2 separate regions of the Mus musculus genome follow, and region 2 is linked to region 1. The links are chromatin contacts, called in public promoter capture Hi-C maps. All regions are on one chromosome and are shown on one strand. The core of a region is the stretch at or near the end of the contact, and the rest is flanking DNA. Distances in the headings are between cores, read along the strand shown.

What was found. Promoter capture Hi-C pulls out the DNA fragments that hold promoters and counts their contacts.
Region 2: a contact with region 1 is called in a promoter capture Hi-C map of pre-B cells, with 2.2 times the contacts expected there. The contact joins the promoter of Snai1 here to the promoter of Snx21 in region 1.

The regions. Positions count from the first base shown.
Region 1 is chr2:164,783,027-164,788,992 of GRCm38.p6, reverse strand. Snx21 (sorting nexin family member 21) reads right to left here and starts at 2,972. Exons shown (of 3, transcript NM_133924.3): 1 at 2,669-2,972; 2 at 2,138-2,295. The coding sequence starts at 2,927.
Region 2 is chr2:167,535,123-167,540,625 of GRCm38.p6, reverse strand. It overlaps Snai1 (snail family zinc finger 1), which reads right to left and starts at 2,431. Exons shown (of 3, transcript NM_011427.3): 1 at 2,255-2,431; 2 at 1,428-1,955. The coding sequence starts at 2,336. It also overlaps the pseudogene Gm11474.

The DNA of each region.
Region 1 (5,966 bases), core at 1,723-4,222:
CAGAAGATGGCCCCTGCCACCCCTCCCCCCCTTTTTTTAAGGCTTTTCACCTAGGTCTCCTGGGTCACGCACATTCCTTTCTGAGAGAGCTGTTCTTTGTTGACTGACCCTTGGTATCTCCTTCCTGTGCATGACCCCTTACCCACCTCTGAGCTCTGGAACATTTGCCACTTAAGACTGGACCGTCAGGGGCTAGGAGTGTGTAGGTGGTGGTACAGCATCTACTCCGCATGCATGGGATTTGATGCTTAACAAGATCTAAAGCCTGCATTACCTCTCCCTGAACAAAGTGGAGCAGTCATGGGTGTGGTCCTTGTTACTAACAGCAACAGAGAAGGGTGGAGGGACCCAGATGCGGGCCAGGCCTCCAGGGCCCCTGTCCTGCTGAATCAGAGGTAGAAGAAGGAAGGGACAAGCTGGGAGTTGTCACTGTCAGGGCAGACCAGGACCAGCTAGCTCAGATGGGTTTCAGACCTGAAGGGGGCAGAACCCGGTGGATCTGTCTCTCTGCCAGTCTCTTCCCTTCACACAGCAAGGGAAACAGGGACTCTAGGCCTGGCTCCAGACTGCTCTCTACTCCTTAGCCCTGACGGTGCTGGAGGTGGGAATGCTGGAGAGCGGATTCACCAGGAGGTTGCAGCAGCCTCTCCATACCTGACATTGCCAATCTAAAGTTAAATAACAATACAGGCTGAATATCCCTTATCCAAGATCAGAAATCAATAGTTCAGATTTTGGAATATTTGCATATATATGTACACACACATACACACATATATATGTACATATGTGTATATATATACACACACACATATATTTCTTAGAGAAATAGGACTCAAGTCTAAATACAGGATCAGTACAGTAAATAAATAGTGTGAGACTGGGTCTCATGTCTTCCAGGAGACTGGCTTTGAGCTTCTGTAGCTGAGGGTGATCTTGAACCCCTGACCCGACTCCCCTTTCAAGTGCTGGGCCCATAGGTATGAGCCACCACCACACCCATTTATGCAGAACCGAGCCAGCGCTCCGGTCCACCGAGCATTCATTACATCTTCTAAACTCGAATTTCTGATGCACTTTATGGACACAGCCTGAAGGCAGTTTGGCTTTTGTTTGTTTTGAGACAGGCATGGTTTTCCGTAGCCCAAGCTGGTCTCGCTTAGTATCCGGACTGCCCTTAAACTGACACATTTGCTCTACTTCCGAACTGCATGAGCACACTCAGCTCCGGGCAATTCCCTATCATTTCCGGGGTTTGGGATAAAGCTCAGAGGTCTGCAGCACTATAAGCAGCTGCTATATCAATGAGATACATTCCAATTTGTTGTTTGGCTTTTTTTTTTTTTTTTTTTTTTTTTTTGAGACAGGATCTAAATATGTAGCCGTAGTTAGCCTTGAACTTGGGGGCAGTCTTATTGCTTCAGCCTTTCAAGTCCCTGTGCAATATTTTTTAAATGGGCCTACATTTTGCACACATATCAAGTGAAGTTAGGTGTGGAATTTTCCACTTGCGGCCTCACGTGGACACTCAAATGCTTCAGATTTTCAAGCATTTCAGATTGGGGAATTTGACACTATACAGCTACAGTTTTAATCTATCACAGTGCCAGACAATGCTAAGGTTTCCCTGCGCCTGGCCTCATTTACCTCCTATTATAATCCCATGTATTGCCTATTGCTCAAAAGAGGAAACTGGGGGCCACTGAGGCCACAGAACCCACCCAAGGGGAAGCCACTGGTAAACACAGGGGATGTGAATCAAGACTGGTCTGGATCCAAAGCCCATTTCCTTAATCCTGACCCATGCCACTGGGTCTCAATACTGTGTCCTGCTGCGGTTGACAGAAACCCACAGGGTACAGAAAGAAACACACATCAGTTCTCGTAACCTCAAGACTAGGACAGGAGGCAACTCCTAAGGCCACATTCTCAGTTTTAGAGAAACTAAGTCATTTGCCTGAGGACGTGTTCAGTTGACACCCATCTTCTCATCTGGTCTCAGTTCCCCCAGGTGTAAAATAAGGACATCCTTTTATAACTGCATGGCCACGACCCCCGCCCCAAAATCTGTGCTATTTCCTTTCTCTCAGCTAGACATCTAGACTCGCTGCTCAAGGGTTCCTGGAACCTCACTCACCACGTACTTGGAGGGAGGGTCTTTGACAACATTGGCGCTGGTCACCTCAAAGAGCAGCCTCTGTGGAACTAGGGTGTTCCGAGACTTTTTCCAGAAATCCTGCAGCTGGCGGGCCAGGAGTTGACTGCTCCGTTGTCCATCAGGTGGGGGACTTCGTTCTGCACAAGCACATGACCCGTCATTATGGGGGTGGCTAGCTCCAGAGTTAACGTAAACAAAATGCCATGACCTCATTCACAGAAGCGAGATGTGCTTCACCCCAGCGCCTGGCTTACAGTGGATGCTAAACCTCCACCCGAAGCAGCTAGCACACACGTTTGTTTCCCTGGTCCTGTGCATTTAATATCTACAAAAAACCCGAGATGGTGTGATTCCCATAGTGTTGTGAGTCAAGGTCACACAGCCAAACCGTGTCTGGAAGAGCTTATAGTGTCAATAGTTTCAGAGAGAAAACTCAGGATGCCCTCGGACCGCGTCCAGCGGGGAGGCCTAACCGAGCCCCGGGGTTCCTGTCTGTCCTCCCGCACTCGCCTGCGTCTTCTCCCGATGCCCCGTCTCCTGAGGGCGGCGAGTCGAGGCCCGCCTCGTCGTCCTCGTCTTCGTCGTCAGGGTCATCCTCCGCACTAGTGAAGCTGAGGGTGCCACTGAGGCGGGAGGACAGGCCCTCGGCGTCATCGTCCTCCAGCTCTGAGCTCTCAGGGAACTGCTCGGCCTCTGGGCCCGCCGCCGCCTCCCCGGGGCCATCGCTGGCCAGGGCGTGTCGCAGCCGGTGTAGGAGCCGCGAGGCCATGGCACCCAGGGGGGAGCGCGCCACGCTGGGTCCAGGGCTGAAGAGGGAGGGGACCCCCGCCCGGAGAGGGACCCGGGGGCGTGTCAGGGGCGTGGCACAAGAGGCCACGCCCACGGGCCGCGGCCGCTGGGGACGTGCGGGAGGCCGGCCTCTGCCCTGTTCCTCCCGCAGGCCGGGACGCGCCTCCACCCACCGCGTCCCAAGTGCGTTCGGGGCGGGCTCCCGGGATTTGGTGCAGCAGCCTGGCGGATTTAAGAGGCTCTCCGCCCAGGCAGCTCACGGCGCCGCCTCGCTGCTTCCTGCCGCCGCTCCGCCTCCGCCCCGCCAGCTCCCTCTCCCGGAGCTGTTAGAATCCCAAGCCGCTGCCTGCGGGAGGGACGCGGAGGGCAGCCGGGCGGGCCAAGGCTTCCCCCGAAACCCAGCCGGATCGTGGTGGCCGCGCCCCCTCTTGGACTCGCCCACCCCTCCTGGTCTCCTGAGGCCGCCCCAAGCTTTACCCCTAATCTCCATACAGTGCCATGTAACTTTACAGTGTAATTTCGCGGCATTTGGGAGCTCGGCTCTCCCTTGAGTGAAGCTTGAAATCCGGTTTCGTCCAGCCTAGGTTTTCTCATATGAAACAAGAATACTAATACTCATACTAAATTTTCACTCATACTAAATTTTCAGCTCTTGTAAAAACCCCAGTCCGGTGCCTGTGTGAGAAACCTAGCCCTTCCCAGTTTCGTTTGAACTTAACCTGGGGGAAGTAGTCAAAGAGGAAAACATCCAGAGAGGCTGTTACTTGTTCAAGGTTGCCCAGTTTGTCAGAGATCTCTAGCGTGGGAGCTCTTGAACTGATTTATTTTCCCACGCGTGCGGGGTTGCTTGGGTAATCTCTATAACTCTCTTGGAGAACTGCAGTTTATCTTTTACTGCAGGGTAGCAGTAGTCAGGAAAATGATTGCTGATCCCTGTCCCAAGGCTTACATGTCAGACCTAGCAGGCAGATTTGGCTAGTTAGACAATAAAACAAGTTATCTCAAAGGCCAGGTGTGGTGCTCCTGTGGCTCATGCCATTAATCCTAGCCCTGGCTCTCGGGAGGCAAAGGTAGGAGGATCATTGTGAGTTCAAGAACAGCCTGGTTTACTGTTGAGGTCCAGAACTAAATAGAGACCCTGCCTCAAAATTATCTCAGACAGTATCAAAATTAAGTATCTCCTATCCCCTTTTAGGGCGTGGGAGAGGGATGGAGGATATGAACGGAAAGACCTTCCTGGCCTTTACTGAACAGAAGGGTCTCAGATTTTAGCACTCATGGCGTCTTGTAAGTATTTCATACACTGTCACATGTCAGTCTCAGAGGATGAAGTTACAGTAATGATTATTTTTCTAAACGATTTATTTATTTCATATATGTGGTTATACTGTCGCTGTCTTCAGACACAGCAGAAAATGGCATTGGATGACCATTACAGATGGTTGCTGGGAATTGAACTTAGGACCTATGGAAGAGCAGTCAGTGCTCTTAGCCACTGAGCCATCTCTCCAGCCCCTCCCCCCCCCCTTGATGGTTCTTTTTTAATATGAGGAAACTAAGGCTGAGACTGGAAAGATGGTTTAGTGGTTAAGGGTGTGTATTTAGAAGAACTCTGGTAGAAGACCAGAGCTTGGTTTTCAGTACCCAAACTGGCAGTTATAGGCGCCCTCTTCTGGCCTCCAAAAGTTCCTGCACACATGTACACAAAACCCAAACACAAATACACATAATTAAAAACAGAATAAGTCTTAGAAAAAAGCCAGGTGTGGTGGTGCACACTTTTAATCCCAGCATTCGGGAGGCAGACAGGTGGATTTCTATGAATTCAAGAGCAGCCCGGTCTGCAGAGTGAGTTCTAGGTCAACCACGGTCACATAGTGAAACCCAGAGAGAAAAGGAGAAACGCTCCCATGTGGCGGAAAGTAGGGGAGCTGGGGCTTCTTAAGCTCACTGGTTATTTGAAGTTCTGACTACTCTGCATTTGCAGACTGTGAGGACAAAGGAGACACCACATATTTATTTCTACTATTGGCTGATTATTAACTTTCCCTTTGGTATATGCCACGCAAGTCTGAGTGCACAGCCCTCAGGTCAGCCAGGCATGACCATGCACACCTGTAACTCTAGAACTTGGGAGGCTTCGGCAGAAGGATCAGGAGTTCAAGACCTACCTCAAAACAGCAAATAAATAAACAGGAAGAAAAGAAGGGGAAAAGAGCTTGTGTTCATAGCAGTAGGGCTAGAAATCTGGTTCTGTCTGATCAGGCAGGATGGCCAGCATGCTTGCAATTGTGGCACCTGGAAGGCTGAGGGCACCGGGCAGTGGTGGCGCACGCCTTTAATCCCAGCACTCGGGAGGCAGAGGCAGGTGGATTTCTGAGTTCGAGGCCAGCCTGATCTACAGAGTGAGTTCCAGGACAGCCAGGGCTACACAGAGAAACCCTGTCTCGAAAAACAAAAAATAAAATAAAACAAAACAAAAACCTAAAAACCAAAACAAAACAAAACAAAAAAAACAGGGGCAACCTGAACTATGTAGTGAGTCCCTGCTTCAAAAGAAAGAAAGAGAGAGAGAAAGAAAGAAAGAAAGAAAGAAAAGAAAGACATCTTCCCCACCCCCAAAATAAGTAAGCCAGTGAGATCAGTGGGTAAAGATGCCCTCCAGGAAGCCTGACAACCTGAGTTCAACCCCAAGGGCCCAGATGGTGAAGGGAGAGAACCAACTCCTTGCAAGTTGTTCTCCAACTGCCACAGATGCACTGTGGTGTTCCAGTGTGTGCATATGCACATTCATGTGCTCGCACGTGCATGTGTGTGTGTGTGTGTGTGTGTGTGCATACACAGAGAGAGACAGAGACAGAGAGACAGAGCACTCCTAACACCATTGATATATCAGTGAAATTAATAGACTACTTTTTAAAACTTTTGTATATAATTTGTGTGTGTGTGTGTGTGTGTGTGTGGTGTAGTGTACCCATGTGTATACATGGAGGTCACATGTTACCTGGAGCTCATTTGT
Region 2 (5,503 bases), core at 1,182-3,681, 2.8 Mb before region 1:
AGGGAGGTTTCAAGATAACACAGGGTGGGATGGAGCTGGGAGTCTCTGGGCTTGCACAGGAAGTGTAGACACCCCCCCCCCCACACACACACACACTCTCTCTCTCTTCACAGATCCCCGACCCCCAGACGCCTTCATAGTGTTCCTGGCAAGTGTGAAATCGGCACCAGGCCGGCTGGGACAAAGGCCACTAAGGGGGACACTGTACATGTGATACCCCCTGGATTAAAGGGGCCTGCCGTGCAATGAGCCAGCAGCTGCGGCCAAGAACAGGTGCTGGGCACCGCTGCCCCGTGCACCTGCTCTAACCCTGCAGGCCCCCACCCCCTGGGCTACCATTAAGACACACAATGGAACTCCTAGAGAACTGGGTGGTGCATTTCAAGGAGGGTTTTGTCTGAGCCATGCCTTTACATCAAAACAAAGTCCCTGGGGGGTGGGGGGTGGTCGGAGGCAGCCTAGGACCCTGAGGGCTTCAGCTCTTCCCCAAAGTAGAGCCCCACAGCTTAGCAACCCAGCCGGAGAGAGGCAGCCTGTTACACTTTTATAGGTTAAATCTGAGGCAATCCGTGCCTGGGGGGGGGAAACGGGTAATCTTATTCAAGTAATAAAGGTGTCAGTGAGACCTGCAAATACCTCCCTGCCACCCCCAGGCCTCACTGCCCCAATGCTGGCCACCACAAGAGACGCACAGCTCTACCCCAAAGCCTGACACACTTTCCAAAGAGCAGCCCAACCGGAACCCCCACCAAGCCTGGCTGAAGCCTTCCCTCACTTCTAGAAGCTTCCCACGTGGCCCAAGGCTGAGAGGACAGCAAAGTCATGTCTTTGTTTCTCTTCTTAAAAAAAAAAAAAAAAAAAAAAAAAAAAGATGTGTCTATTCTATTCTTGTCCTACATGGATTGGTATGTTGCCTGCATGTATGTCTGTATGAGGGTGTCAGGTCCTCTGGAACTGGACTCTTAACAGGCAGTTAGTTAAGTTGTGAACTACCATGTGTGCTGGGAATTGAACTCAGGACCTCTGGAAGAGTAGCCAGTGCTCTAACCACTGAGCCGTCTTCATAGTCACTGGGAAGTCATTTCTTAGTGGCACCTGCACCTAGCACTTCACTCTACAAAGACCCCACGAAGTGTTCTCTGATACATTTTAGAAACGAGGAAACTGGGGAAGTTCTCGACTCAGGATTCAAGGCCAGGTGCAGAATATCCTGTCTAGCAATATCCTGTCTGACTTCTACAGTGTGGGTTGAGCCCGGATAGGGAACACCTCTTCACTCCTAGCCTCGAACAGCAAGGTACAGAATGGAGAACAACCAACATCTACTTTGTCCACTGCTTGGCAGCCTTAGGAGTAAGTGTTGAGTCCCCCCAGGGTCTAAGGCCAAACAGCCCAGACTCAGAGCTCAGCTATGCACACTCACTCACCAGTGTGGGTGCGGACGTGGCCCTGAAGCAGCCAGGGCCTAGAGAAGGCCTTTCCACAGGTCGTGCAGACACAAGGCAGCGTGTGGCTTCGGATGTGCATCTTCAGAGCGCCCAGGCTGAGGTACTCCTTGTTACAATATTTGCAGTTGAAGATCTTCCGCGACTGGGGGTCCTTGGCCACCGAGAGCCTGGCCAGCTGCTTGGGAAGTTGGCCCAAGCCAGGGAAGGCGATGAAGGCCTCGGCCTCCAGGGAGGAGGCCGAGGTGGACGAGAAGGACGACGGCGCCGGCGAGGGCGGGCTGGGCGGCTGGGAGCTTTTGCCACTGTCCTCATCGGACAGCGAGGTCAGCTCTACGGCCTTGGGGCTCTCCCGCAGCGGGAGGGTGGCCCAGGCAACCGGCCGCACTTGGGGTACCAGGAGAGAGTCCCAGATGAGGGTGGGCAGCGAAGCGGCGGGGTTGAGGACCTCGGGCGGAGGGATGGCGGCCAGCAGGTGGGCCTGGTCGTAGGGCTGCTGGAAGGTGAACTCTGCGGGAAGAGAAGAGACAGCAGGGAGTCAGCTGAGCGGATTCTCGGGGCGCCAGGTGGGGGGGCTTCCCGCCCGCCCCTCCCCTCCCCCGCCCGGACTCCGCAAAGCTACCCCCGCCTTCGAGTCTTCAACTCCCGGAGCCTCCCCGTCCCGGGTCAAAGACACCCTCGGTGGATCCCAACTGCCAAGACCCGGAGCTCCAGATCCACCTGTCGCGCCCGCAGAGCCCGATTCTCACCTCCCCCCAGCACCCTTGGGATCCCCCCCAGCCGCCCGCGTCCCGCACCCCACCACGCACCCACACACGCGTCCTGCAGCTCGCTATAGTTGGGCTTCCGGCGGGGGTCGGACGGCTTCCTGACCAGGAAGGAGCGCGGCATGTTGGCCAGAGCGACCTAGGTAGTCGGGGTCACCGGGTCGCGCAAGGTCGGTAGTCAACTCCGCTCGCGAGGCCCGGCCGCACACTACGATCCCCTAGCAGCAGCAAATTCCTTTAAGTACCAGGGCTGGGGGCGTGACCGTACTGTTGGTCACGCCCCTTTGTCAAGGCTGAGCCAATGGCTGGCGGCGGCGCGGCCGGAGACTGAGACCGGAGCAGGTGCGCCTGGGCTGCTGGGGCTCCCGCCGCGTGGCGCTGAGATTCCGCTTGGGCTCCTCCCGGACCGGACCGCGCGGCTTCCGAGCTCCTCGGGCGACCCCTGGTGGCCGCGCCTGCCCCACGACGAGCGCGGTGCCCCGCAACATCCCCGAGCTGCTGACCTTTGGGCGCTGGGGAGCCAGAAAGTGCGATGATATGCACGCGCTTAGGGGTTCCTGGAACTGTCTACACAGCCCTGAACAAAACACTACCCAGGGATGCCCTACGCAAGGATGGCTTCCCGGCCGTGGGAGAGAGAGACAGACAGAATAAACAGAGGATTCGAATACTAAAGGGAGGTGTGATTTGATGAAAGGAGGTGGGGAGAGACAGCTGTGACTGTCAATGAACGGTCACCTGACAGGGGAGGGTGTCTATGACTTCCTAGAGGAAGTGAAGAAGCACCGAGGGGAAAGGCCCGGGGTAAGAATCAGTAACTTCTGCCTGTCCAACCTTTGAGAGCAGGTTCCAGGATGAGGTTGGTGTTGGGCAGACCCTGAGGGGTCCGATTTCCTGGCCTCGGGTCTTTGGAGGAGTTTGGACTTTGCCTTACAGGCACTGGGGAGTCACGGAAGGACTTTCAGCTGAGGACGGACGTGTTTAGAGTTGCATTGTGAAACACCAATAAGGGCAGGTGCGAGGCAGAGGTAGCAAGGACCAGGGCTAAGGCTCCCGACTTCCTGAAAATCGTGTTGGAACGTTCACAGGGAGGAAGGGTGGCCTCGGAAACCAAACCCACACCCCCATAGTATGGGGTTATAAACACCTATAAAGCAGAGGGTCTACGGAAACCTCTGGGGCACCAGCTAGCATCGAGTCTCTAGGCACTGGAGGTAACAACAGGGAATAGAATCAGACTCCCAGCACTGGGGGTGGGGGGTGGGGGAGTGGGAGGATGGTCAGACAACAGGCAACCATCGTGGAGAACACTGCCCTCTGGGTAGATTTAGTTCATCCATGAGTCTCCCTGAGTCCAGAGGGAGAGCACACAGCGCCCCACCACCACCCTCGTCCCAACGGACAAGTCAGCTGACTAGGTTTTGACTTTTCTCCATCCCCTATGATCAGAGAACAGGCTTTCCTACCACGGGGCCTTGCTTGGTACCTGCCTTCCTCCAGTCCTGTTTTCTCTTCCAGATCCACACCTGGCTAGGCTTCCTTTCATCCCTTTCATCCTTTGTTTCAGCAGCCCCCCACTCCACCCCCTCAGCCTCCCCCAAGCCTGCTTAGTAAGAAGGAAAGAGAAAGGCAAATGAAGCCCACAAGGGGAGGCCTGTTCACAACCTCACACCTGCCAGAGGCCTGAAAGTAAAACTTGGTCAAATGATGGATGCTGGCTGGCATGCCGCTTAGGAAAGGTGTGACTTAGCCCCTAACGGGTGACAGGTGACTCTCCACGCCCAGGAAGCTCCCTTCCTAGGCCGACTGCCACCTAGGGTTTTTCAGCCAAGCTTTTCCTCAAGAGTGTCTGAAAACACCTAAGCCCGCCCTGCCCTCACTGGCAGACACATCCTGATTCGCTTATCTAGGGCGGGGTTGTTGGCATCGAATTTTAACTGTCAAAAGGACTGGATGCCTCTAAAGAGCAACCAAAGCTAAGAACCCACGGCCAGCCTCAAACCCAGACCAAACAAAAGGACAGTCCTGACACCTGTAAATAACCCCCCCCAGCCCCCCACAGGGTTTCTCTTTAGACCAGGCTGCCCTTGAACTCAGAGATTCACCTGGCTCCACCTCCCAAGTGCTGGGATCAAAGGTGTGTGCCACCATGGCCTGGCTGACACCTGTACTCTTAATATCAAAAAGAAAAAGGAAGAGAGAGAGAGAGAGAGAAAGAGAGAGAGAGAGAGAGAGAGAGCAGAAATCCCAAACAAAACAAAACAAAACACTCAAATATCTATCAACAATAGACACGGACTAACCAGGTTGCATACCCACAATAGAAGACCATACAGCAGCAAACAATAGCTACAGCCAGATGGGGGATACATCTGTATCCCTTCTACTTTGGAGGCAGAGCTAGAAAGCTTGGGACTTTGAGGCTAGCACTGAGAAGCCCGTCAGGAAAAGAAAGGAAGGCAGGCGTAGAGTATGTACAATTCCACACAACAAGCAGGACGTGGTGGCGCACGCCTTTGATCCCAGCACTCGAGAGGCAGAGGCAGGCAGATTTCTGAGTTCGAGGCCAGCCTGGTCTACAGAGTGAGTTTCAGGACAGCCAGGGCTATACAGAGAAACCCTGTCTCGAAAAACAACAACAACAACAACAACAACAACAACAACAACAACAACAAAATCCATGCAACAAGGCAGGCTGTAGAGTGTGTACAATTCCATGCAACAGCAGAATGATTCCCACCCCACAGTGATAAGCAAAAGCCAGGAACCAGTGTGCGGTTAGCTGCAGCTGGTCAAAAGTAGGAGTGGAATAGAATTCTGGACGCTCCTGCACTTCCAGAATGAAGGGGGGAGGGACGGGGGGTGGGGTGGGGGGATGTTTAATGTAGAATCTTCTTTAAAAAAAACAAAAAAAAAAAAACCCAAAAGGTATTTATGGCTGCTCTTGTTGTATCCCAAGCCAGCTCCCGACATGGGACTGAAGGACAAATGAAAGAGGCTCACTGGATCCGGAGACCCCAAAGAGGAAGAGGAGGAGGAAGAATTAGGGGACCCCGCCCCCAACAACAGTGAGAAAGCACTGTGAACAGCTGGAGAAGTGTGTAAAGGCCCAGGAACAACTAGAGTTGTGTGATAAGCGCGTGTCTTCCTGATCACAGTCAGAAGAGGGCTGTACAGAGGAGCTCTTTGACTTCCTGCATGCACGGGACCACTGTGTGGCCCCCACGCTCTTTAAAAGCTTGAAGTAAATGTGCAGATTCACCTGCCTCGGCCTTGTCCCTGGGAATCAGG